2 separate regions of the Zea mays genome follow, and region 2 is linked to region 1. The links are chromatin contacts, called in public Hi-C maps. All regions are on one chromosome and are shown on one strand. The core of a region is the stretch at or near the end of the contact, and the rest is flanking DNA. Distances in the headings are between cores, read along the strand shown.

Region 1 (7,470 bases), core at 1,233-3,732:
TCTTCTCTTAGTACCAGGCCAAGCAATTAGTGGAGTGAAAACTAAAGCACTACAGAACTACTATATGTGGAACTTGGCATACCTCAATGGGATGGACTAGGGAAGCAAAGAACTTTTGTGAGTTAAGGAGACGGCGAAATGCTGGGATTTTACTCAGTTGGCAAGTGGAGGTTTATCAAGACTCAAGGCTTGAGACCAGGGCTCTTGCTCAACTGGGAAGCAGTTGACATGTGGAGTTACGAGTTCTAATATATCAAGCACAACCTCAATAATATAAAGATCTGCTCGACATGGAACAATTCAGATGAATAGTGAAACAAAAAAGAAAGAAACTGCAATTGATTTGTTTTATCTAGTGAAGCCAAGTTCGATAATTGTGTACCAAGGAGGGGAATCCTGGATACAATCGCTGAGTGATAACAATATAAAAAGAAATCAATAACAATATGAGAGGAAGAATATTTCCTACTGGGTGGAAGCATGGAACAAACCGTATAGATGATTGAAGTAGACGTGCGTGGCGCCGGTGTCGCGGACCAGCTGGAGCAGCGCGACGGCGGCGTCGGCCGACCTCCGCGTGACAAGCTTTCCCGCCCCAAGGCGGCGGAGCGAGGCGTCCAGGTGGTTCAGGCTCTGGCTGATCCACCACCGGGATACGCGGCCGGGGTAGTAAGGGCCCTCCTCCTCTGGCGACCAGACGTACGCCGGCACCACCTCCCCACCGGCACGCGCCGCCGCCGCGAGCGCCGGGTTGTCCTCCACCCTGAGGTCCCTCCGGAACCACACCACGATCCTCATCGCCGGGTCCCCGCCGCACAGGGACGTCAGGAAGCCATGGAGCCAGGAATAATGAGTGGTGCGCTGAGACCCACTGCTTTCTTCCTCTTCTCCCCCGAGATTCCCAAGAACAGTGGAGGAGTGGGCGCACGAGTCGTAGAGTAGTAATTTCCCCCCTACTCTTCTCTTCTCTGATGTTTGCAGTTGGTGCTTCTGGTTTCTGCTGGGACAGTTCTCGTCCAGTGGAGAAAGAGGCTGTGGATATCAGGATTGCTTGGCTAGGTTTGATCTAACTTTTCTCCTTGTCCATTTGCCTCCCTGGCCCTCACCGTTTCCCTCTATATAATATTCCCTACTCTGTATTACAATAGCATTATTATTCCGACAGAGAAAATTAAAGGGGGAGAAATCAAAATGGTTTGTTAATAGTGGAATTCTCTACTTATCGGCTTTCCCGTGAAATACTAGGCTTTGCTTTCATTGAGATAAGATAACTTCACTTTAAGAACAAAACAGGGCTACAAAAACCAAAAAAAAAAGCAAGGATTAAATTTCTCAAAGCAAAAGGCATCCCGTAAAGTTTGGAGCGGCACGTTTGATTATTTTTAGCAAAAAAATGCTGTGAGTGCCTTTTTCTGCCCACTGTGATCAAAGTAACACAGCTATCTCTCTCTCTCTCTCTCCTCTCTCTCTCTCTCCTCTCCAAACAAGTATCCTAGCCTTTGCCATTTTCCTTTGGTGCGAATGTTCGACGTCTTCTCTAATAATGCTGGCAAAAAAGAGTCCGTCTTATCTAATGCAAAAAGGCAAGCTTTATCCAGAAAAAAAATGTCTTCTTGGTTGGTTCAAACCCTTTTTATTGTACCGTTGTAGGGACCACACATCGCCTAACAATGGATTAATAATCGAGCTTTCACGTTCTAGTTTATCAATGGAGCAACTCCAACTCTCCAAGAGTCTCTTCACATCAATAATAATCTAAAAGATTCTCTCCATATTAACCTTTTTATTGCCATCCAACTGTTTCTTTTTAGTTAGAATCTCTAATTATTGTCACACTATATTTTGGAGATATATAGAGCCGCGCGTGTTCGTATCTCAGTGAGCAATTCTGCTCCTACGTTACGTTAGATATAAATCAAAGTACATGATTAATGATAAAACGCAACATATATAGTCCTACCGGATAAGCTCTATATGCAAAGCAGTTCCTGGATGGGCGGCGCATGGACGTGAGGCGCGTCGGGGGCCCCCCTTTTCTTTCCTTTCCTTTCCTGACAGCGCTGTGCACTTGTGCATGCTTGACCTGTAGTACTGATCTAAAAAAGGCTTGGGAAACTTGGATGATGGAGCCCGGCTACGCATGGCTGGCCTGGCCTAATGCCTGCCTTTGCATCCAGATCCTCGTGACGACGAATATATATATTCGCTGTGGTCGATCGTCTGTAGATGATGATAAGAGAACCTATCTTAACGCATGATCGTTCATGGGTGGCACGCACGTCCAACGGACGCGACGCTGTCCTGTCACCTCGTCCTCGTCCTCGTCCTAGTGCCCGGAAAAGCACGAGAGCTAGCGCTGCTGCTCCGAAACAGGGAGGGCTCCTCCTCAAACTCGTTTCAGTTGCAGACCGCGAACCCCAACGTTGTGCAGTGTTCCGTGTGCGTCGGAGGAGCGGCCGGGGATTAGAGATGGAATGGGTCGATGGGGGCCCGGCCGCGGATGATGCCCATTCCATTCCATTCCATTCCATTCGGGCGGTCGCTGTTGCCGCCCTTGCGCCTTTTGCGTGGGTGGGCGCATAAAGTCGCTCGCGACGACGGCGGCGATGCCATCGCCATCTGCCGCGCGCGATTTCATTCCACGATGGGGGAGATAGATGATGGTGCGGCCTGCTCCGTCCGTGTAAGCATGTTTAGGATACTTCCACACCTCAGAACAAAAAAAAAATCTAGATTTATTACGTAGTAGCTTCATCAGCTATCCATCTTATCTTTGAAATAGACCTAATGCGGCTGCGTCTGTTCTTCTTTCTCCCGGCTACGTGTGGCCACGGCCACGGCTGAGATGGGAGAGCACGCGCGCGGGCGCGGGCGGCCATGCCGCGCGGCTAGGGCCTGATGGTATATGGTCGGGCGCGGCTAGGGTCTTGGTGGAGCGCGCACATCCGGCCACGGCGGCCTGCGGTTTCGTGCGGGCTAGAGGCGGCGCGGCCGGAGGTGGGACGGCACGATCGAGTTAGGCCGGCGCCAGCGGCCGGAGGCGCCACGGGCAGGCACAGCGAGGCTGAAGCCTGATGCTGTTCCTGCGGGCGGCGGTGAAAGCGAGTAACAGCGAGGAAGAAATTGTGGAAATTTGATGCAATCAGTGAAGGGTGCTTCCGGGTTGGCTTCGAATTTGATGCAATCAGTGTTGTCCAAAGATGTCGGTTGCGCAACTAGCACTCGAGGTTAGTGTGGGAATTGGGCCGGGACAGGCCGGCCCGGTCCGTCATTGTGTTTCGTGTCAAATTGTAACACCAAGAAAATGTGTACGATGAGGGTATAGTAAATCTCATTATGTTGTGTGCCATATATTCATCGTAACAAGAACATACCTATAATTAAGGGTGATTAGTTAAAATAAAAGATACTAAAATAGAATATGCATCATGCTGAGGTTTTGCTTTGTGAAGCATTTTGTGACAATATAAAAAAATAATGTAAAAAGAAAAATGTTGGTACCCAAATTGGAATTGGAATTCTAAAGGAAATTCTATAATTTGAGAAAGAGAAGGAAAAACCACACAAAAACAAAGGATATGGATGTATAAGTAAATATAAAATTGTTTATACCAATATTTGAGATTGTACATTTGATCTAAGTTTGAACTCTGTTTACATTTAATTCAAAATAGAAATACAAAATATGAGAGGAATTGAAAATAGAAAGAAAGGAAAAATAAATAAACAAAGGAAAAGGTTTATCACCTATGCTGGGCCCCGGGGTTGAATTCGGCCCATTCCCCAAACCCCACGCACCAGCCCATCTCTCCACCTGTGTGCGCCTGTGTCACTTACATGTGGGTCCCCACCGCAGCCGGCCAGCTCTTCGCACGCGGGCCCGTATGTCGCGCGCAGTGGGATGATCCTCTGACGCATGGGGCCCGTCTGTCATTACTTGGTGCGGTCCGTCAACTGGGGGGATGCCAGATCCGCGCGATTGTCGCCGTACTCACCCACCTCGCGCGAGATGCTCGCCGCCATTGCCGTGAATCGTGGACGACCGCCTTCCAGCCCGAGCCGAGCCCACGGAGGATAAGTGGGAGCACTCCCCTGCTCCCTCCTTCGCCCACCCAGCCTTCTCCTCTTCCTCGTGCAATCCGCCTGGTGGTCGACCGCTCGGTCTCCATCTCCCAAGCCGTCGGACCGGCCTCCTCCCAGCCACCATGGGCCCTGCTCCTCTTCAGCTTCCCCTCCGCGCAGGCTCACCTTTGGTCGTCGTGAGGACACCAGCAGGCTCCAAATCCGAACGCTCGTGCTCCAACTTTGGCCGGTCACCATCCTCTACACCGAGATCTTCCTGGTGCGCGGGTCCTTGGCCACCATCTCTGGGCGCCGCTGCCCAAGTCCGACCACAGCCCCTACCTCGACGCCGCCTGATTCAAGAGCCACGCTCGGCATCATCCCTGGCGGCCGAGCTCCAGAACTTTCGGGGAAGATCGCCGCTGAAGCTCACTGGGGAGCACCCTTGCTACTCGACGTGAGCGCCATATCTCCCAGTCCGTGGGCTAGTCGGCGTGGGTTGGCTCAAGGTACCGAATCAAGTGCATTTATCTCGTTCAATACAATGCCTCTGCGCCTGGCGAAAGAAATCCGTCGGGGGTTACCATGGGGCAGCGAATTCCTCACTGGCATTGTGTGTTCCACTGTGCACCGCCAGGCGTCGTGGACAGGAATCCTAGGAGCCCAATCGCCGGTAAGAAGGCCTCATCTACGATCGCATTTGTCTCTACTGCGCCTAGAATCTATTCGTGCTTAAGAAATAAGAACGGTGTCCTGGGCAGCCAGGGCCTTCTCCGGTGTGATTGTGCGGTGCGAAGGGGCGGCGCCGCCGCACACTGGGTTGGGGTGGAGAAGTCGGTCTGGCGCCGTCGGATTAGACTGGTGCGACCACGATTAGAAGTTAGGAACGATGGTCACTGGCCGTTGATCTCCCTTTGATCGGCTCAGATTAGAGGTCCGATACTGATTTGGCCTGGTGCGATCTGAACCGTTAACCTGATGAGATGCGGCTCAGATCAAAATGGGTCGATGGAGCCGTGTGGGCCGCTGATCGGTGATCCGATGGCCGTTGAGGCGTAACCCTTCGCGATCTAATCTGAGCCACCCACTTAGGATCGGACGGCTGTCATGTGGAGATACCCCTTCACGGCGCAGGTTTTGCAAAAGAACCCTTACAGTTTAAGAAATCAACCCACCGTTCTGGCGCTGGTACTCTGTGTCTTAGGAATTCTTGCGCAGAAGACCCTGTCTTTTCCAGCATTTGACGCCCAGTCCAGAGACATAGGAAATTGAATAAATTAATACAGAAAATGCTTTTCTAGTATAAAAATAATTATAGATCTTGTTTAATTCCTAGAAAATTCATACTAACTCCTTTTTAGTCCATTCCAATTCCTATAATTTTATTATATTATTGTTTATCATCTAATGTCTCTGTTTTGATATGAAAACAATAATAAAATTGATCTTCCAAATAATTTCATATCAAACACATAAAACCTTCAGAAATTCATAACTCACAATCCATAACTCCGATTTTAGTGATTTTTGTTCCCACGATCTCGTAGCAACGCGTAGAATATTATTATTTAGTTTGTACTTATGGTTGGTGTGATGTTGATTTTATCTATACCATGTTTGCTTGTATTGCTACGACTAGCGCGAGGACACGTGTCATCTGAAAAGCAGTTGGTACCTGGAATCTCAAGTGTCAGGCAAGTTGTGCCCTTGATTCACTTTTGTTACCTAATAATGTTCTTTATAATCATTTACCATGCATAGGTTTAATTTTGATGGGACCCAATAGGTCACCCTAGATTGTTTATCTCATTACCTTGTTTGCCCCTGAATCACATGGGTAGTTTTTGCTATTGTTTTATATGGTTTTGGGATAATCATTTATTATATCCATGTTCCAGTTATTATGTTATTTTATTTATGTTCATGACAAGATTATTATATTATTGTTAATTGGAACATGGAGCTTAACTTGAGAAACACGTGCCACCAAAAGGGAGGAATGGGACCCCTTGGCTGACTAATTAGGAAAGCTAGTGGAAGACTACCTTACCCGAAAGGGGCAAGGGCAGTAGGGGAGTTGCATGCAAGGAGGTTCTCGGGTTGATTTGCTGCGATGGCGGTCAGACGGGGGATTCTTGCAAGTGCTCTTCCCATAAACTATAGCGGGTTTTCGGAAGCTAGTGGAACTTTGTAAAGGCCTCGTAGTGGATCCCTAGCCATTCACCTTGGTAGTGTCTAAGGGCCTAGCTAACCCTGGCGACATGGGAAACACGACTTGTGGGTAAAGGGTACAACCTCTGCAGAGTGTAAAACTGGTATACTAGCCGAGCTCACAGTCATGAGCGGCTCAGGACTCTCCGATGATTAAATTATGGAACCTAAACTCAATTTGTCATTTGCATATGCATAGGATTATTTATTAATTTTGTTCTATTACTTTTATTTAAGGTTTGGTATTTACTTACACTTAGTAATTGCTAATAAAATTTTGACCAACTTATTAAAAGCAATGCTCAGCTTTAACCCCTATTGTTGATAAGCCTTACACTTCATGAACTCCCACCTTTGGTGAGTTTATGCCACATTATTCCCCACAACTTGTTGAGCGATGAACATGTGTGAGCTCACCCTTGTTGTCTCACACCCCCCCACAGGAGAAGAACAGGTGGTCCAAGAGGAGCCGCTTATCGAGGAGTTTAATCTGATCTAGGTGGAGTTTCTCAGTTGATATTGGCGCCGACGATCCTTAGTTCGTTTTATATTTATCTTTTATTTTGTAATAAGACTTCCGCTATGTAATAAATACTCTGATTTTATTGTGACATTTATCTCTATACACTCTGTTATTATATATGTTGTCTTCTTTGGCGCATGTATCAGATGCACCCAGCTTTATTCCTTAAAACCGGGTGTGACAGAAGTGGTATCAGAGGAAATGTTGACTGTAGGACGAAACTTAGATAGAAATGGACAACCCTTACCTACTTACCTTATTCTGATTCATTCTATACTTACCTTACTCTGATTCTTTCTATACTTAACTTGATCCTGTCTCACCTTCTACTGTTCCACTCTGACCACTCTTATCTTTTCTACTCTAAGATAAGATGGATTTCACACTTTGGAATCCTATATTTATGACTTTTCTAAGAGATAGGAGGCCTAAGACAAAAAATCAAAACTATTTTCTCTATTAAAAATGTTGGTTGATTGTTCTGATGATCAATGCCTGATTTGCTTCTTTGATTGATTGAAATAGTATAGATGGGCATCTTAGCATGTACCACTATAAGGTATTGTATTAGCTTTAGTAGGTGACACACTAATCTACTTAGCTAATAAATCCCCCGCAGTAACATTTCTCGTAATTACTCGCCTTGTCTACAATTCCTCCTTTCTTACCCTGTG
Region 2 (7,122 bases), core at 1,043-3,542, 600 kb after region 1:
TCTTACAATTTTAGGGATATGAGATCAAGCCTTCTAACATAGTAGGCTACTATAGCTAAAGGCCTAAAGCCAAGGTAGGTCCTTAGGCTCGGGACCACGAGTACAATAATAGGTGTGTTGTGTCGGACTAGGCCGTCCGATTGATCATCTATCCCAATTCTCTCTGTCTTTAAAATAACCGCAATGTTAAATTCAGACATATGTTTTACTCATGTCGTTAGGAGAATTTCTTCCTCTGATTATCATACAAGTTTTTAGGATGCCTCCAACACTACCAGAATTTGAGCCTTTGTCAAGTGTCAGGAGCTTTACCGAGTGCTTTTGTCGGACACTCGGCAAAGAAGCCTTTGTCGAGAGCCGCACTCGGCAAAGTCCTGCTCCCGGTAACGAGCTCGTTTACCGAGTGTAGGACTCTCGGCACAGAAATACGCTCGGCAAAGACTTCTTTGCCGAGTGCAGAACACTCGGCGAAGGTGGCGCTCGGCAAAGGGCCGTCAGCGGCCATCTAAAACTGACGGTCGTTAACCTTTGCCGAGGGCCGAGCGTTGACACTCGGCAAAGACGTCTTTACCGAGTGCCTTTTTTTGGCACTCGGCAAAGAATATTTTTATTTTTTTTATTTTGCCAACTAAATTTTTTATGCTATGTTTCTACACTATATAGACCTACATGTACCGTTTTGGGGACAATTATAACAGTGTTTTCTATAGCTGGTAGATTTAGTTCGTTTATTCCGGTAGTGCAACAACTTATTCATGACATCTCTCATCTTATCTCATCTCTTATTTCGAACTTCTCTCTTAGTACAATCTACAATATAAAAGAGTGTTTTACACCATCATATGCCTCATCTCCTGTTTGTACGTAGGAAGCCATGGCACGAGATAAACATGAGACGAAACGAGACGCGTCCTGTTGCTTCCCTTTCCGTCCGAGCAATGTTTGCGCTCCTTTCAATTCACCGACTGCTGTCATCCTTTTTGGTTCATTCTCCGCGATTTATCCTTGGCAACCTTGCCGATTATAGGATCGACAATCGAATCCACATCTTTCTTTATCTCGTCGACCTGCTCATGGTAAGCGAGCACAACAACAGTTATCCTCTTTATGTTTGTATGTGTAATAAAGATGAGACGTTTTCTACGGTTCAGGGCCATCCATTATTTAGATAGATCATAGATCTAATAAGGCTGGTTATAGAGCCATCCACTTCTTTACGGTCAGATCTCATGAAGATGCTGTCAGTCAGTCTCAGCATCCAAAATATTATATTAGCAACTACTACTGGCAATAATAGACTAGCTTGCGTACGTAACTAAACCAACCTTCTCGATCAGGGCCTCAGCCTTGTCGGCGTCTTCCTCGACCACGTGCATGACCTTCTTGATCCTGGAGGCTGCTTCCTTGATGCTCTCGTTGCCGGGGAACTCGTCGGCGACCTCGCCGGCGACCTTCTCCGTCGCCTCCGCCACCTTGTCGATCACCTCGATCGCCACCTCCGCCGTCTTCTCTATCTTGTCTGTCATGCGCGCACCGCGATCAAAAACATGACGGCACGCGCTATGTGCTGTACTGTAGTAGGAAATGGTCTCGCGAACCGATGAATACGCGATCCATCGATCGATCGATATCTGTTTACCTTCTAAAGCTCTGAACCTCCTGTACATGGGCACTGCAAATATGACGGCGCCAGCCACCCACTTGACCCTGATCGAGGAGCGAGAAGAAAAAATCCATCGATCAGATACATTCAGAAACAAGCAACGACGCAAGTGTCAGCTGTGTTCTTCGCTCACCACGGAGGAATCTTGGGCACCGGGAGGTTGTTCCCTCCTGACGGCGACGGATTCGCTGCAGGGACCGAACGACCGACTGCAGGAACCCTGAACCAGAACAACAAGTGAAACTTTGCACACAAAGCCGGCAAGCCGCTGTGCGGATGCAAGCTGAAGGCTGCTACTGAGGTCTGGAAAAGACTTGCTTGGATCTGTACACGAGGAGCTCTGTAGGAAAGGGAGGCGTTTTTTACCGTGTAGTGGTAATTCCTTTGATGGGCAAGGCATTGTTCGTGCCTGAAGAACTCATCGCCAAGCCATTAAGGCTTCGCTGGTGTTGAGACGACGACGCACAGGCCACTGCATTCCCGTGGCGACGCCGACGATGAGGAATCGCAGGGGTGTGCAGCGCCAAGCCCGTGGAGGTAACAGAAGCAGGACCGAGCGCGGCCATGTGGTTTGTTGATGAACAAGGGCTGAAGATTGGGGGGACGAGGACGACTAAGCTTGTGTTGCTGTCTTCTTCTATGTAGCCGATGCCGATGCCGTGCCGTGCCGTGAGACCTCTCTCTTTAAAAAACAGAAATAAGAAAAAAAATATGAAAAACTGTCAGATCTATCTCTGTGAGCCAACTAGCAGTATGCTGAAGGAGAACGTGGTCAGTCGTCAGATGTGTCCATTTGTACAGAAAAAGAGCACGAGGCAATAGAGATAAGCACGCGGGAACTAGAACCGGTGGCGCTAGTACAATAAAAGCTCTCGCTGCCAACAAAAAAAACACGGGCTCTTGTATTGTATTCTTGCATATGTTTTTAAAGCTTAATTGCGATTTCTCTCTCATTTTTTTTAACTTTGTTATTTTGCTAACGGTGATATTTCATCTAGGAAGTCTAGTTTTCCCATATGATTTTGCCCCTGTTTTTATAGTGTTCTATGAATTTAACATCTGTTTTGACATCAAATATATGAACAACAATTCATAAGAACTTCTACTGGAAAAATTATAAGTAGTTCAAATTTAAGTAAAGTTTAGCAAGCCGAACAGGGTTATTCATCAACCATGAGGACTACTTTGGAAACTTTAAATATCCTTTGGGATTTGAGAGAATTGAGTTGGAAATGAACTAATTTCCTCTCCAATCCCCTTCGATTTCGAAGGTGACTTGAGTTTTCTAATTAGCCCTGAGAGGCTTTCTCCTCGGGCTTTTTTTTTGTGTTGCCATTATTATGGATGGATAACCCGAGATGATATTTAGACGCGCCATGTTGCTTCCGTATTTTCCTCTATTTTTCTTTATGAGCATCTACTATAGTTTAGCACCCTGAAATAAAACTTAGGAAGTCGCTAAAATAATTTGAAGTAAAAATATTTATGCTTTAATAATTCTATATTTATTGGTTGCTAATTTTTTAAGTTGTCTGTCAACAAAAAATATAGATGTTAGCTTTCGTTCTGTTTTTAATTAAACTAGGATAGAAATCAGTATCAACAACATTCTCCGATATCTTTGAAGGTTGGAGTTGTCCGAAAACAAAGACGGTTGCGACGACAGCACATGAGATGCTCAGACGCTGCCTCGATATAAGAGGTTGTTTAATGGTGACGGCAGACTATCTTTAGCAGCTTATCTATACCTATATTCAAATTTCACTTTGCGAACAGTGAAGTATATAATGCAGAACAATGCAAAACAATGCTTATGGATAAACTTTGGATGATCTGCTGGAGTTAGTCTGACGCTGGAGGTAGAATTATGGTTAATAGGATGGTAGGATGACGTGAAACAGAGGTTGAAGTTTGCTTTTTACGATGGACTTAGCATTTAGGGAGTCTCAACTTTGTTGATATATGTAGGGAAGGAATTGAGTTTTATAAGAAGTAAGTAAATTTAAGAACATGTATTATATAACTGTTAGAGAATAGCTTTTTCTCGAAAACTTCTTAGATTTATATTTAGTGATTTGTTTACATGCGGTAGGTATTTTCTTCCGGTTACCACCGCGGCACCGCTTAACCAATCTTTATACCTTCAATAATCTACATCATGTCATTGCCTCCTCCTTGGTTCCTTCTCTCTAGGTTTCTTTATCCTTGACAACCTTGTCGATTAAGGGATCGACGATTGAATCAACTTGTTCCTTTATCTCGTCAACCTGATCAATGCAAGCGATCACAATAGTTATCATCTCTATGAATACAAATGAAATAACCACGTATAGATATAGTCTAAGGTCCACATATTTTCGTCAGTAGGTATTGTTCGATTATTTCTATCCTAGGTGAATTCGATGGGATTAAAAAAATTATGAAATTTTTTAACTTGTTCGAGTTTGAAACTCATTCAATCCTACCCAATCCATATGGATTGAGAGTAAAACAAATAAGCCCTAAATAAATTACACGATGGGCTACGGAATCGTGGCTACCCAGAAATTGTTGGTAACCAACTGAACATATCAAAAAATAGGTCAAAACAGCTTCTAGCTAGCTCTCCTAGCTACTCAATGCTCCTACCAGCTATTCACCATGCTTATAAAGCTATTCCGTTTATATATTATAAAAACTTCACGCGTCGTAGCTTCGCTAAGGATTTGTGTGGCTATAATTATAATCACATTAATTTGTATTTATTAGAGTGGATTAAAGTAAAAAAAAATTAACTAATATTCGTGTCAACCACTCTAAAACATGGATTGAGGTGAATATGAATACAACCAACCAAACAACTCCAACTTAATTTTTTTAACCTATTTCAGTAGCTAGCTGTCCTTAATTGGCACCATGCAACCTAGGCTCTTTAATTGGCGCTTCACATGCGGCAGGAAGTCACTATCACAACGCTATAGGTATTAGACTAGTGCAGGTCAGCACGTACTGACGTACCCAGTACCTACCTCCAAGTCTCCAACTAACAAACAAACAAACAAAAAAGCAAGGAACACGAGTTGGCAATGCAACTCGCAAGACAGACAATGAACCAGGTAAGCAGCGGCGGCGGCGGCGGTCACTCTCATCCGGCTTCTAATTATTAAACCGAGTGTGTAACACAAGCAAATTGTTTCATCACAACTTATAGACGAAACAACAACTTCGTATATAACAATAATACTAGTACATAATGGAAACTTGACGGATTGGTTTGGTGAGCCAGCAAAAAAAATAAAAATAAAATGAAAACGATGCCAAACAAAGTCGAGCGACCCCCGGCCCCACTCCTTCCTACTCTGTGATCTGTCTTTGTACCAAGTTGTCCAGTATAAATACAGTTTTATAGTACCACCATCCATTGCACTTCCTGGTATAGTAAGAGTAAAAGCCCAACCGAAAACGTACGTGCTAGCCACTCTCTCACAACACTAGTCCCAGTCCCAGGCAGGCAACCGAACCAGATCGGTTAGACCAGCACGTATCTCCAGCTCCACAGCATCATCAATCGAGCGAAGCAAAAGTAGCTGGCGCGCAGTGACTTGCAAGCCACGAGCTTTTAACGCAGTATACAGTAGCAAACTAGCAACAAGCGACCCTGGACGAATTGAAGCCCGCCGTAACCACCAAAATCCTAGCGTGCCGGGTGGTAATCGATCGCGATCCAAATGACTCTTTACAATTTGTTAGGGTACTAAATTATTTCTAGTTCAAAAATAAATATAAACAAAATCCGATCCTAATTCGATTCGATCTTTAAGTTTTATAGTGTAAAATTTGAGGCCCATTGTCAGCCCTAAGGCTGGTGGCAGTGCGGGCGGCAGTGCGGGCGAGAGGCGGGCGATGGCGCTCGTGTCCGGCGAGAGCGGGCGGTATCGCCTCGCTCTCGCCCGCGTTGGAGCGCCCGCCCGGGCGAGAGGCGGGCGAGAGGGAGGCGAGGCACTGGCGGGGCGAGAGCGACGTGACGCGATCTGATTGGTCCACGTGTCGCGATATGATTGGTCCACGTGTGCTAGCCGTTGCAACTAGCCGTTGTTTGACCGTTTGGAGTCCAAAAAATTCGAAAAAAATTGCAAAAAATCACAAATTTCATCCCCAATCCCTCTATATACTTTGTCTGCTAGATGACGAAGAAGAGGAACCAGAAGCGGAACGTGAAGAGGAGGAAGATGAGGATGAGATTGAGGAGTCCGATTAGAGTTATGTAATTTTATTTTAATTATCATGTTATTTTATTTTAATTATTATGTACTTTGTAATTTTTAATTCAATAAAAAATATTATGTTGTGTGTTTTCTGAGCGTTGAAATAAATCCGCGTGAATTACTTAATTCTGAAATAGAAAAGCTGACGTGGAGGCTGTAGCCTGCTGCAGCCTGTGCACTGGGGCAGCAGGGGCGAGAGTGGAGACGAGAGCTGACGTGACAGGAGCGAGAGAGAGGCTGTGCACTGGACTCAGCCTAAGGCTGGTGCCAGTGCGGGCGGCAGCGCGGGCGATAGGCGGGCGAGAGGCCGGCGCCGGGCGATGGCGCTGGCGCCCGGCGAGAGCGGGCGATATCGCCTCGCTCTCGCCCGCGCTGGAGCGCCCGCCCGGGCGAGAGGCGGGCGAGAGGGAGGCGAGGCACTGGCGGGGCGAGAGCGCGGGGCGAGAGCGCGGGCGAGAGCGACGTGGCGCGATCTGATTGGTCCACGTGTCACGATCTGATTGGTCCACGTGTGCTAGCCGTTGCAACTAGCCGTTTTTGACCGTTTGGAGTCCAAAAAATTCGAAAAAAATTGCAAAAAAACACAAATTTCATCCCCAATCCCTCTATATATACCCCTACCCGGGTGGAGCTCATTCCACACACCATTCCATCTCATTTTTCTCTTCCAAACTCCCCTTTCTTCACACAATGTCGGGTTGGTCCCCAGATTTGAACACCTTCACGGATCTCTTGCAGTCCGATGGGTCACCTACAACCCTTCCGTTAGATGAGTCTTTTTCACTACATCGTCGCCCCGATGTTTCAGCCTCACTCCCCCGTGCACTATTTCCGGCTGCGCGTCCACCACCATACCCTTATCCCTATCATTTGTATCAATATCCACCGTCTTCATATGGTCAACCTCCAACTTCCCAAGCCGGAATTCAAGCCTCATTCCCGGTACGTCCGTATGCCCCTCCTCCACCTGCTGCGGACGGAAGTCAAGCTTCTTTCCAGATACCTCCATACGCCCCTCCTTCATATGCTCCACCTCCGTATGGAGTACCTCCTTATGCTCCATATGCTCCACCTCCGTATGGGGCACCTCATCCATATGCTCCACCTACGTATGGAGCACCTCCTCCAGTTGCATCTTTATCTGTTGGATCTGAAAACCAAGCTGAGGAAAATCCCGTGCCGAAGGAAAAGCGTCCAAAGAGGCTAGAGTGGACG

The links. A called contact is a pair of places that touch in the nucleus more often than the background predicts.
Region 2: a contact with region 1 is called in a Hi-C map of tassel, with 2.4 times the contacts expected there. The contact joins the promoter of LOC100272664 here to the promoter of LOC103648599 in region 1. A contact is called at or near these places in 2 of 25 Hi-C or Micro-C datasets (ear and tassel).

The regions. Positions count from the first base shown.
Region 1 is chr2:45,387,906-45,395,375 of Zm-B73-REFERENCE-NAM-5.0, forward strand. LOC103648599 reads left to right here and starts at 2,483. Exons shown (of 3, transcript XM_035965058.1): 1 at 2,483-2,663; 2 at 4,080-4,571; 3 at 4,700-5,371. The coding sequence starts at 2,483. The coding sequence ends at 4,980. It overlaps LOC100194126 (cryptochrome2), which reads right to left and starts at 1,035. Exons shown (of 5, transcript NM_001359400.1): 1 at 492-1,035. The coding sequence starts at 798.
Region 2 is chr2:45,989,373-45,996,494 of Zm-B73-REFERENCE-NAM-5.0, forward strand. It overlaps LOC100272664, which reads right to left and starts at 2,293. Exons shown (of 5, transcript NM_001359666.1): 1 at 2,030-2,293; 2 at 1,797-1,883; 3 at 1,640-1,707; 4 at 1,326-1,519; 5 at 765-1,067. The coding sequence starts at 2,229. The coding sequence ends at 972. It overlaps LOC110117500, which reads right to left. Exons shown (of 5, transcript NM_001147836.1): 5 at 3,707-3,930. The coding sequence ends at 3,853.